Regions from separate parts of the Zea mays genome. Here all the other regions are linked to region 3. Evidence: chromatin contacts called from public Hi-C data. All regions are on one chromosome and are shown on one strand. Each heading gives the region's core, a stretch centred on a gene start, on an enhancer-like site or on the middle of the called end of the contact. The rest is flanking DNA. Distances are from core to core; before and after follow the strand shown.

Region 1 (4,417 bases), core at 262-2,761, 400 kb before region 3:
GACTACATTGAGTCGTCTCTCACATTGGAGTCTGGGAGCACCACCAGGCAGAGGCAGCCATGTTCTTATGTTGTTTTGTGCTGTCTGCTCAAGCTTTCGTTCATCTCACCTGAGGCCTCCCTTCGTTGAAGAGAGAGCTTGGATGAGAGCTCTGTTTTTCCTTCTTTTTTTATTATTTACTATTCAAAAAGTCGAGACCAGAAAAAAGAAGACAGAGATATTAAATAACACAGTTAACACATGATAGCCCATTTTAACAGTAATAACATATTTTGCATAAATTTTACTCTAGCCTAGAGGCTAATGAGTAATGACCTCATTACATTTACAAAAGAGGGAGCGTGTTCTGAATACAAAAGCAAATGATAAACTGAGATTCTTTTGCTTGTATCAAGGTTCTCTGTTTCTATTTTCATGTAGAAAAAATTGCATATCCCAATTGCAGTTTACATTCTCAATAGTATACATATGAACACAAAAGAGCATATGGTTGAACTTCTAGTGCTCCTACAATATTTTTGTCTCTATAGATTTCAGTTGTATCAGTATAAACAACTGGCTTTAATCCGAAGCGAACATCATCATTTTGCTTATATCAAGATTCTGCATTTTTGCTCCTATTTTCATGTACACAAACTTGCACCACATATTAGCAGACTTTATCATGTCTCCAAAATGTAGCGTGTGAAAAATAAATAATTTAAAGGTAATGATTTCTCACATTCATGTAACATGTACAATCCCTCCCATGTATACCTTGAATAATACCTCTTTTATCTTCTGTTGAACAACAACCAATCCATCGAAGATCACTTGTATTAGTGCAACACTTTCAAACATCGAAACCCATCCGACCACCATTTGCCACCATCAACTTCCAAGATTCATCAAACCCGCTAAAATCATAGCAATTTGAGGAATCTAGAAGGGAGCTGTATCAGCTATGCCAATGTGATGTCATTGCTCGGACGCCGCTTGGACGGGGAAGGAGGACTGGGCCAAGATTGTTTATGACAGCCAAGACTAGGGTATTTGACTATTTGGTTTTTTTACTAAAAATTAGTATTATCACATCCAACGTTTAAATACTAATTTACGGGTATTATATAGTCTAATTAATCTATGATTAGCAAATATTTATTGTAGCATCACATGAACAAAAACCGATAAAACTTGCTGTTTTTGGTCCGGTCCGAGATAAAAAAACCGGTCCGATTTTTTTTGGTGTATTTTAGTTTAGAATTGGAAAATATAAAAGTTAACTTTGGTCAACAAAATGGTTCTCCGAACTTCTAAAACGAAAATATAATCCTTAGGCTACAAAATCTGCCACGAAATCTCCTAATTATTTTTGTTTGACTCATTTACCCTTAAAATCTCACGTCGCTATCAGATTGTCTCCAGCATCTACCGTACCAATTCTCTATTTTACCCGTGGACACCCAAACACGCAGAGGGGACTGGGGAGATCCCTCCTCACTCTCACTTTACCCTTCTGCCATTTTCCAACACACGCTATATTATAAAACATACCCAAAGAGATCGTCGCCTCGATTTCTCTTCGAGTGCCAAGCAGTACTGCTAGTTCTACTTCTGTACTTCAGCAGTAGGAGGCCGCTGTTTGCTACGATTTTGACTGACTGAGATGGGAATCCTCTGCCTCGGTGCTTCCTCCACACTGCTCTGCGGGGAGGACAGGAACAACGTACTCGGCCTCGGCTGCGGCAACGAGCTGGTGGAGGTGGGGAGCGGCCATGACGGCTTGGACTCCGTCGTCGGCGCCGTGTTCCCCGTGGACACAGATGAGGCCGTGCGGGCGTTGTTGGAGAAGGAGACGGACCACAAGCCTCAAGACGGCTATGCGGAGAGGCTGGAGCGCGGCGGATTGGAGTACTCCTGGAGGAGAGACGCCATGGATTGGATTTGCAAGGTGAAACCGAAAACAAAAAAACCTTCTCTAGTATCTAATCGCTCCTGCATTTTATTCCTCCTTTCTAGTAGGCAAAATCGATTTATTTTAGGAAGGTGGTTGCATTATCTCTCTTTGACTTTGCGTGACCCAGCTTTGTCTGCGTGTCCTACGTCGTGTGGCCTGTTTCCGATTCGATCGTCACGAGACGCGATAGCAATGAGCCTCCTTTTTATGTGCAAATTTCTGTTTCAAGTTGAAAACTGACGAGGTGCTGATCTCTGCAGGTCCATTCGTACTACAGGTTTGGACCACTCAGTCTTTACCTTGCTGTGAATTACCTGGATAGATTCCTCTCCTCATATGATCTCCCAGTAAGGAGCTGAGCATGTACACTGGTTGTCTGCTTGCTGCGTCCAGTTAATCTCTTACTAATGGATGCTCTCTCTGTATTTTGTCTGTCCTTGCTGCTGTAGCACGATAAGCCTTGGATGCGACAGTTGTTGTCAGTTGCTTGCCTAGCACTCGCTGTCAAGATGGAGGAGACCGTGCTCCCTCTTCCTGTGGACCTTCAGGTGGGTGAAGGGGAAATTAGAGCATTGTGGTATCAGATAACTGTTCACTGATTGGTTGATGAAATCGTTAAAACTTGATGCTGCACGGTAGGTCTGCGATGTGAAATTTGAGTTCGAAGCAAGGACTATTGGGAGGATGGAGCTTCTTGTGCTGGCCACCCTGAAATGGAGAATGCAGGCTGTGACCCCCTTCACTTTCATCAGCTACTTCCTCGACAAGTTCAATGGTGGGAAGCCGCCGAGTTTGGCACTAGCGTCACGGTGCACCGATATCATAATTGGCACACTCAAAGGTTCAATTGGCTCTTTCCGTGCCGCTCATCGTCTGTTCAATTCGCTTGCTTGCATTGCTGATGGCGCTATGTTTGGGTGTGCCTATGGATTTACAGGCTCTACATTCTTGTCATTCAGACCATCTGAGATTGCCGCGGCCTCAGCTCTAGCAGCAGTTTCTGAGAATCAGGTTGTTGGCTCCTCGAGTGCTCTTTCAGCATCTGAAGTCCCTATAAATAAGGTGAATGTCTTTTATCATGCGCAAAAAACTGATCAACTCAACTGTTGCCATTTACACAATTTCTCAAAGTGCGAAGCTTGCGTCTTCCGTTTCCAGGTGATGATTGCTAGATGCTATGAGCTGTTGCAAGAGCAAGCGCTGGTGAGGAAGACAGGGCACGTCAATGGAAGCCCTTCAGTGCCGCAGAGCCCGATTGGCGTGCTGGATGCAACATGCTTCAGCTTTAGGAGTGAAGATGCAAGACTAGTATCATCGCAATCAAACAACATCAGTAGTAGTAGTAGTAACGACAATCAAGTTTCTAAGAGGAGAAGGCTAAGCATATCACCAATCTGAGTGGATCAAATCTCTGTTGGCAGTGTCGCATTGTGCGCTTGGTTATGCATTGATCATCTTAACCTCAGAGTTTGTCAGAGCAACAAGTAGTGGTACAAAAGGACCCAGTGAAGCATTGTAACAAGCAGAGGATGGTGACAGTAATAAGTTAGAAGCAGTCTGTTGATCTCTGAGACGAAAGAGGTGACGAGGAACGTTTCTTCCTCTAGTAACTTTGAATCCCCTTCCTCCCCGGCACCTTTGTTTTGTTCCTTTTTCCTTTTTATCGGTATCTCAAGGCATTTGTGGGGAGATATGTGGATATGAGATTGGAGACGTGAGGATTAGAGAGAGAGAGGGAGGGAGGGAGGGGAGGGAGATCAACAACAACAAAAATCAGGTTTGTTCCTTTGTTCTCTGCCAATATACAAAAAAACTGTCGTGCGAAATCCTCCGGATGTTTCAGTTTATTTTGCTTCTGTAGTCTGAAAAATAGCCGTGCTGATTCATCGATTGCATTCTCTTATGACTGGTTGACTGCTTGTTTGTATTACTTGTCCATGCCTGACATTTTTGTGAAGAGAACCAGCCATAGGTACAAGTTATGGCATGGCTTTGCAAATATAAAGAAAAGGAGCAGGCAAATGCCTCCCCTTCCCACACGAAACGAAGTCTAATAGTTAGGGGTGGATATCGAGCCAGCTCGGCTCGGCTCGACTCGTTAAGAAACCGAGCTAGAGAACCAGCTTGGCTCGACTCGTTTGCAAACTCGAGCTAGCTCGTTTAGCTCACGAGCCACAAAAAAAAAATAGTATGCACATATATATATATATACAACAATATAATCAATTGCTAGTTAATTTCATACTACTTTAATACTAGAAAAAGCTAACAATACTCATAATTTTATATGTCACATCATTTAAACCCTAAACTAACATTCATCACTTATTAATTCATCCAATACAAGTATAGGCTTTGTTTTACAGATAAATGCTAGCTCATTCGAGCTAACGAGCTGGCTCGAGCTCGTGTCGTGCTGGCTCGTTAACGAACCGAGCTGAGATGTTAGCTCAGCTCGTGATAAAATTGAAACGAGCCGAG
Region 2 (4,206 bases), core at 298-2,797, 380 kb before region 3:
AGTCTGGGGGTCAATGGAACCCCTTCACATGCCCGTTCGAAGGCTGGCACAAACTTACAAACAAAATCAGGATGTCGATTTTTTAGGAAACAAGTGCGACAGTGACCTGTTTTTTCTAAGAGAAAAGGGAGGAGTTTAATTTCTCTCATATATTATAATCTAAGAAGGCACTCGCAACCAAAATATAGGCACAAGAATTCTCTACAGTTGTAAGCATACTGAGCAAAAAAATCAAATAATTCACATGTCATTGCAATTCCCTTTAAGGGCTTGTTCGTTTTGGTGATAATCCACATGTATTGGGTAGGATTGAGCCGGTTTAAATCCATAACAAGTCAAAATCCATCACAATCCCACCCAATACACTCCAATACACATGTAATATCAATAACCGAACAAGCCCTAAATTAAAAGCACATAGTGAATTCAAATGATATATCGTTACCTGGTTGGCGAAAATATGGTTAAGAATCCTCCTGCGGTATGCATAGATTGGCAGGCCCTCCTTAAGCCTCCGGCACTCACGCAGCAGCATCATATGCACCTTAACAAAGTCCACCTCCCCATCATCTACAGCCGCAAACAAGTCGACACCCTCCTCCTTGTCCCCCGATCCACGCAACATTGCCCGCTGTATCGACCACATCGCCTCCTTGTACTCCGCAATTTTGGAGTCGACAAATTCCTTCTCAGACTCCAGTGTCTTCTTCTCGAGGTCTAGCTGATGGAAGTCGCGGAATCGATTAGGCGAGCCCAGACGTTGTTTTACATCCCGTACGGACGCCTCAAGCTCGGCAGAGCGGGCGGCCGAGAGGACCATGATGTCAGAGTCAAGAAGGCGGGAGGCGTGGGAGGCGAAGAGCGAGGCGATGAGCGGCGAGGCGTGGGCGGCGAGGGCGGGGTGCGGGAGGTCCAGGGTGAGGAGGTGGAGCCCCTCGAGGCGGAGCGCCCAGAGCTCGCGCGCGGCGGCCGCGGCGGCCGGGATGGAGGTGAAGACGAGGCGCGCGGCATGGCGGCCGGAGGATTGGACGGATATGCTGGCCGGGGCCGGCGACGGGAGGCCCGCGAGGAGGGCCTCCACCTCAATGGCGGTCGGCGCGGATAAATCGGGGCCCGGGCGGACGAGGAATACCTCGAACTGCGACGGGCGAAGGGGCGGCTGCACGTGGCAACCGCGCTGATGCTGGCCGCGGGGCTGATACCGGTGTTCATTGCTGTAGCGTCGGTCGATGTGGGGGTGGGAGAGAGGCTGGTACCGGTGTTCGTTGTGGTTGTGCTGGTCGCGGTGGGGGTGGGGAGGCCGTGGAGCCCGATCCGGCGGGCGGAAGGGTCGGCGGTCCTGAGATCGGAGCATTGCTGCGGCGGTGGCTGCGAGGGCGGCGGTGGTGGCTGCGAGGGCGGCGTCGGCGGCGTAGGTTCCAAGGGTTTGGGAGAGGTTTTTGGGAGGGGAAAGGGGAAAGGCCGCCGGGAACACACGAGGGGAACAGGAAAAGGTGAAAGATGACAAGAGTCCGATCTTAAACTCAACGCGGCACCCTGATCATGCACGTTTTAGTTCGTGTATTTCTTTATCGTATATGTATGTCGTGATCATCTTTGTTTTAAAAAGACCACGGTACCTGCTACAAGTTTTTTTTATTAAAAAAAGGTTTGGAAACATAGTGATTTCACAAGATTTGCATCGGAACCGAATTGTAGCTGAAGATCTCAGCAACCGACAAGATCACATGTTCTAAAAAACTTATACGCGCTGAAACGTTGCCTTTATTTAAGAAAAAATATACCCTTGGTACTCTCGCTATAAGATTCTTGCTAATCAAACACCTTTTAATTATATTTTTTTAGATTTGGGTAGATTTGTAGAAAAATAGTAGTAATATTTATATCTCAATAAACTTTGTTATTAAAATATATTCGATGATTTATCTAATAATATTAAATACTCTCTCTATCCTAAATTAAAATTTATTTTAAATAATTAATAGATTTGTACAATATTTATGTATATTTTATATATTTGTTTAGATTTATCACCATTTATTTGAATATAGACATAAAAACAAGAGCTAAAACGAATAATATTTTAGGAATTTTAGGATAGATGGAGTATACACTATAATTGTTAATATTATCTTATAATTATAATCAAAGTTACAAATTTATATTTTTTATAAAGTAGATCGAGATTTAGAAAGTTTGACAAATTTGAACATAGAATTATAAATTTTTTATACGAAGAGAGTATAATCTAGTACTAGTGATAAGATAAGATAAGATAAGATAATGTAGCGTATCTTAATTATTTTCATTTAACCATGATGACGGGTTGAAGACAGCATATCATGGTCTTGAAGACACCATTTATTATATTTCCTTTTAAAATGTGAATTCGGCCTGTGAATCAGAATTTCCATATTCTGCCCTTTGCTAGTTATTATTCAGTTAATCTATATTTTTGTGAATAGTGTAATTCAATTCTAGTGCTAAAACTAATCAACGTTGTATTAAAAACAAAGTTCATTTAATGGTTAGATCAGTTATGCACATAAGATTAATTACACATGTTAAAGTCAAGATTGTGGATTCTTCGCGTCAATTTGGCAAATACTCTGACTCCTATGGTTTCTCTTAGAGAACAGATTCTATGATGAAACTAAAGTCATTTTGAAAAAATTAGCTAAAATAGCTTTAAATCAGTTTTGTAATATTGTTTTTGTCAAGTGTGGTCAGCTAAGGGAAGGCATGTTTTCATGGTTTCGACGCAATAAAAAAAAAGGTTCTAGCTCTTTGCAATGAGTAGTACCATCCATGGTTGTTTGGCACGGTTCTGCGGTAAGAGTCAAGCCAAAAGCTAGAGCCTAGTATTTGTATTTATAAGACGGTTGTTTAGTGTGGTTTCCAGATAAAAGCCTCAAGAGACTAAAAGAGTTGTAGTCTTGCCAAAGACTCGGATAGTGTTTTAGGAAAAACTGATCACTTAAAAATGTATATAGTCCTTCCACCTAATGTATATAGTTGGATGTGTCTATAAAAACAATTTAGGATTGGATTGGATGCGAATCAAAAACATTTGGAGGTTATGCACAGTCTAAACCGTTTTGACGTAAAAATTGTTCTATTTTGTGTGGACGGCCATATGAATATGGTATTAAAGAGAAATATTAACTACATTTATCCGCCTCTGGTACTCAAATCCAACGCCACTCAGAGTCGGGATTCTTGACCTATCCAACGGACCATTATAAGGGATTTAGAAATAATTCCTTGCACTTCAAAGCCAAACTTTTATTTTGACAAAACTCTGAAGAAGTACTTTTGTTAGTCCTTGTAGCTATCGACGAAGGCAAGGTGTGAGAACGAACACAACTTTTCTATCTAGGCAACATTACAGGGTTTAGGGAATGTGTCATGTTCATGTTGCTCGTTGCAACGTTCAATCTTCGAAAGAAAAATCAAACAAACCCCAAAATTTAATCAAAAGAAAAAGGCAATTAGCAAAAATACTTGGAACTGAAGTTTAAATAAGTATTGTATAAAACATTCGATATAGCATATTACATCATCACTTCAACTAAGCTATACACATATACTTCCTTTCCGCGAAGACAATTGCTATTTTAGGGTTATGGAAGTGTGGCTTCTATATTTTGTGACCTTGTACATATGCTTCTATATATTAGGGCTTTTAAATTTAGGCTTCTCTACATACCCCTTCAGCCTTGTTTTATGTTTACTTTATCTCTCCTGGCTATGTAAAAAAACAAAAATACTCTTAATATTAACAATTCAATTTTTTCATGTTTTTATATGAAACCAAGTCCATTAACCTGATAATTAACATAATAACTAATTAGCAAAAAACCATATATACACATAAAACAACCACATCATCTATGAGTTCATATCCACAAAAATGTTCATGCTTATACCTTGAGAACCACATATATCAATAAAAATAACAAATAGTACAAGAGTATAATAGAACATGCAAAGAACCACATAAAACAACCACATAAACATTTTCTATATGCATAAACATGTTCCACATCATCTACGAGTTCATATCCGAGACACATACACTGATACACATAAAAAACATCAACTACAAGTTCAAATCTAAGGCATATAAGCCATATCCACATAAAGATACAAATTAGATCTAGTCATGTCACAAATACATAACAACTACATGCACAAGATTAGGTC
Region 3 (4,563 bases), core at 96-2,595:
GTCCCTTCCCTATCATATGGTGCAGCACTACTTGGCCCCACTTTTCACGTGCATGGTGCACCAGAGAGAAGTGAAATACTACAATCCAACGCAGTTACGTGTATTAGAGCAGATTAGTGTGAAATCTAGTTTAGATTCTACGAAAATTCACCCAAGCACATAGATGAGGGGGGTTGAGGAGAACACGTGGGAGCCCTAACGTGATTTTATAATCCCACCAGATGTCCTATAACCGTGTAATGTAAGTATGTAACGGATTGAATGTAAATTTCAAATAAAATTTGACAGAATCCAAACACTGAAGACTGAAACCGAGTAGTGGCAGTAGTAACCAAAACCAACCTTGATGTAGTCCCATAGGAAGCAGGAGGGCATGATGAGGGGCGGGCGCGCGAAGGTGAGGCGGACTAGGCGGCGCACCTCCTCCGGGCGGTGCGGCACGAGCAGCGCGGCGGCCTCCCCGATCCCGGCCACGGGGAAGAGGCCCTCCGCCAGGTCTCTCTCCTCGAGGCAGACCCCGGCGCAGACCAGGGCGACCCGGTGGACCGCCTCAGGGAACATGGCGGCCATCCGGTAGGCGACGAAGCCGCCGTAGCTGACGCCGACGAGGCCGAACCTGGGGACCCCGATGGCGTCCATGGCGGCCTTGATGGCGGAGGCCTGGAAGGCGTCGGAGCGGTCGGGGAGGCGCGTGCAGGAGGCGCCGAAGAAGAGGAGGTCGGGCACGATGGGGTCGAAGCCGGCGGCGATCAGCGGGCGGAGGTAGGGCGCCCACTGCCACGTGGCGGAGGCGCCGAAGCCGTGCAGGAGGAGCAGCGGGTTCCGCGGCGGCGGGCCCGCGGGCACCCACATGTGGACGGTGGTGGCCGGGTCGGCGTCGGGGCCCGGGCCAGGGAGCGGCACGGCGAGCGGGCGCAGCCCCGCCCTGCGGAAGCGGTGGCTGAAGCAGCGGTCCCGCGCCGCCGCGAAGCTGAGCGCGCTGCACCGCCCCCTGCTGCAGGCGGCCGGCGGCGGAGGTGGAGGCATTGATGCTGCGGCGGCGATCGCGCGGGGAGGGGGGAAGGGCCCGAGGGCGGCCCGGGCGCGGGAGGCTGGAGCGCGGGGGTGGCCTGGTTAATCCTGGGGTTCTGCTAATCTTGGCGGTTGCGTGGTTATTGGCCGGAGTCGGGGCCTGGGGTGGTTTCAGTCCAGATGATGCTCCTCATCATTCACCATCACCGCGTAATAAAAACGAAACGCTAGGACTCTAGGAGGAAGTGTCACTCTGTTCTGTCACGGCGTGGTGAAGTGGCGGTAGCGGTAATAATACTTTACTTGCACCAGCCAGCCTTCCTTGTGCCCGAGCGGCCGAGCCTGCCCGACGCAGTGGAACATCACTGCAAGCCTTCAAATATTTGCAAGTTGGGCGGGCCCATGCACGGAGAGGGAGAGACAGAGAGAAACTGGCTGGGACCAGCACCAGCCCCGTTCCTGGTTCCTGCAGACTGGACAAGCAAGCGCCTTGTCGACGGAGGAAACGCATCGAAACCGATCTGAGTGCGAGCCAAGGAAGAGACCCATACCTGGTGGCTCCCACCCAGGCCCCAGCGCTCAACACACCAGGTCACGACTCACGAGTCACGAAAACGACGCGAGCCGGCCCGACTCTCTTGGTCTGGCACCTGCCGCGCACAGGCCGCCCTGCCGGACCAGCGTTCCGAGAACGCCGTCCACCGCAACGGGAAAAGGAAGTCGAAAGCGACAAATAATCCGACCTTGCAATCGCCGGATCTTTCATAACTTCCCGTTGGAGGGCTCCTCAAATACCACATCGGCCCAGCAGGGCTGGTGTGACTTCGAGGGTGAGCCAAGTATCATCCGCGACCATCTGGGTTGGGTTGTCTTCAGGGCGCTGGTACGACAAGGGTCTTGGTGCATGCATGATGGACAGACAGATGGAGGCTGAGGCATGCACAGATGGATTGGAAAGTCGCGGGGCATTTTGGGGAAGAAGAAATACCTGCAGCGTCCCATCGCCGGCCCCACCATGAAGGAGACTTGAGGATCTCTGTCAAACGACGCCTAGCTTCAAGCCTAGTAATAAACCACCCAACACCACTCACACCAAATGACCAAAACAACTTCACTCGGGCTGCTGAACCGATCTCCTGGAGACCCAAGCAAGCAGAACATACAGGGTACGAGCAAACTGTAAGATTCATAGTCCTTCAGAAGCAATAGTCCTTCAGAAGCAATGACGGCGATCAAAGAGCAGCAGCAGCGCGAATGGAAGATCGCTAGTTACGCTACATATATCAATTTGTGTCGAGGGTCGCTCCCCATTAGAACAGCTGGCTAATCTCATGATCACAGTGAAGAACTGATGATATATGACAAGGCGCTGTCACAGTATTTTGCTTCTTCCAATCCAACAACAAAAAAAAGAGGAACTTGGCTACAACCTAATCAATGATATTTCAACCTTCGGGTTCGTCGGTCATGCTGTGAAGACCCACTCCGCTAGCTAGATACGTACGTCCACCACTTGTGAAGACCGAACCCGTAGATGGTCGTCAGCATGGCCACCCTGAGAGGATAGGGCTTGAATCTGTAGGAGCCAAAACAACAGGGCATGGAGGTCAATATTTCGGAAACCAAATGGTGCGACCATCTTTAAATCAACAGGGACGCAGACATATTTGCTGTCCACACACTAGTTTTCAACAACTTAAAAGTAGTGAACAAAAACGGCTAAATTTCACGTCAGGCTGAAACACAATCCGAACACCTCGCACTAAAAAGCTTCATCAGATGTTCAAAGATACAAGCAAGTAGAACAGCTGTTATGGAAATTCTCTTCAAGGGCTGAGGATCAATTTGCATCTCTCAAGGCTGATTACGGTTACATCTTATGCTAAAACCTGTTGTGCTTGGAATTTTATTGCCTCAATCAATCAGCACCACCAAAGTAACAGTCACCTTTCATTTCTAACTATGGAGTTCTTTGATGCCCACAGATGGCCTTTCATTTCATATTTCGTGTTAAATTCGGAGTGTGAGCTGGGGGTGTCTTGTAATAAAAACTTTTGTTCCGAACCTTTTTTTAGTAAAACTGAAACACAAGATAGTTCGGTCGCCTCTGGACAAATCAAGGTGTCGTTTGGTTCACATATTTGTAACGTAATGGGTAACTGATTACGTTAAATCATGTTTGTTTTAGTCCAACCGTAATCAGATATCACACTAAAATTTGATACCAGCCTATTTAAATTTATTACCGGTAGTAATCGAACATAAACCGTTACCATTACCATTTGCGTTACATTTCTTGAACCAAACAGCACCCAAGTTTTTTTCCAGGTCAAAAGAAGTGATTTGTTCCACCTTTCTACATGCAGTAGCGACAATCTGGTAGCCAAGCTGTAGAAAAGTATACATCCGAAGACACGAAAATAGTCCCGAAGGCGATATTTCAGCTGCTCATAGTCCAACTACAACCTAATCCACTACTTAAAAGTTAAAACACCAACAGCTAGCCCAACTGTCATCAGGCCATGCAAATAATCAATGATTAAAACTTACATCCACATAAGTTTTGACAAGTTTCCTAGACTGGTAGACACAACCATAAACCAACCTCCAGCTGCCGTAGCAAAAAAAAAAAAGAAGAAAAACAATATGCCGCTGAACCTATTCGATCGATAGAGGCATTAAAAGCAGGAGGACCACCGGCCAGCGACCCTATTATTCTGCAACTTAAAACTACCTATAGGCCAGCAAGTCCCTATCGCAAATGGCACTGCTGCTGGGAGACAGTCCTTTTTCTTGTTCTAAATATCATTCATGCAATTTGCTATGTTTCCGTGATCATATTGTATCATCAGGGCCCATCAATTGCTATGGTTGTAGATGAAGAATTAATGCGATGATATTCTGGACCGTACAGAGATCGACATGCATTCGATCCGTTGTGTCGAACCCACACAGGAACAGGAACATGAACGAATCTGAGTGCCTCGCCGATCTGCTAGATTTTTTTGTTTCAAACATCGTGCATGTTTTCATCAGAAAAAAAAAATCAGAATATGAAGGAGGGACATGTTGGTGCCTAAGCCTAACTATTGTCTGGCAAGTGGCAGGTGTGCACATTAGAACCCTCTTCCGGACAAACCAAAACCACGAGTTTTGTCAAAGAAGTCGAATCCTGGAACTGGAAAGGGGAAGTAGCTAGAAGTTTCGCTGCCAGGTGTGGTTTTGTACCTCGAGTCAACGAGCAAGAACTTATTGCATCCAATCCAAATTCTGAAACCAAAGATTCAACATGTGTGGTTTTGTACCTCGAGTCGACTCCAAATAAAGCAAGATCTTATATAGGGAATAACCGAAAAGGAGAAGGACCAAAATTCTACTACTTTTCAGAAACCTAAGAGCGAGCGATCTTTGGCAGTGCCCGAGCCTCCCAAGTCCCAATAACATAGATTCCACAGACGTACGGACCGTGGCGAAACATCACAATATCACATAACAGAGGAAAGGAGGGACTAGGAGGAAGAAGGTTGCGGAGTCTTACTTCCAGACGTCGTG

Evidence for each region. A called contact is a pair of places that touch in the nucleus more often than the background predicts.
Region 1: a Hi-C map of bundle sheath shows a contact between it and region 3, with 2.5 times the contacts expected there. The contact joins the promoter of LOC100273934 here to the promoter of LOC100381432 in region 3. A contact is called at or near these places in 7 of 25 Hi-C or Micro-C datasets (bundle sheath, ear, leaf and 2 more).
Region 2: a Hi-C map of ear shows a contact between it and region 3, with 2.8 times the contacts expected there. The contact joins the promoter of LOC103633431 here to the promoter of LOC100381432 in region 3. A contact is called at or near these places in 3 of 25 Hi-C or Micro-C datasets (ear, seedling and tassel).

Annotation. Positions count from the first base shown.
Region 1 is chr7:175,265,754-175,270,170 of Zm-B73-REFERENCE-NAM-5.0, forward strand. LOC100273934 reads left to right here and starts at 1,512. Exons shown (of 6, transcript NM_001148326.2): 1 at 1,512-1,930; 2 at 2,197-2,283; 3 at 2,386-2,484; 4 at 2,576-2,777; 5 at 2,874-2,998; 6 at 3,095-3,759. The coding sequence starts at 1,646. The coding sequence ends at 3,334.
Region 2 is chr7:175,282,708-175,286,913 of Zm-B73-REFERENCE-NAM-5.0, forward strand. LOC103633431 (putative RNA helicase family protein) reads right to left here and starts at 1,548. Exons shown (of 3, transcript XM_020541022.2): 1 at 446-1,548. The coding sequence starts at 1,354.
Region 3 is chr7:175,666,550-175,671,112 of Zm-B73-REFERENCE-NAM-5.0, forward strand. LOC100381432 reads right to left here and starts at 1,346. Exons shown (of 5, transcript NM_001174273.1): 1 at 343-1,346. The coding sequence starts at 1,026. It overlaps LOC103633435, which reads right to left. Exons shown (of 2, transcript NM_001149706.2): 1 at 4,550-4,563; 2 at 2,347-2,587. The coding sequence ends at 2,500.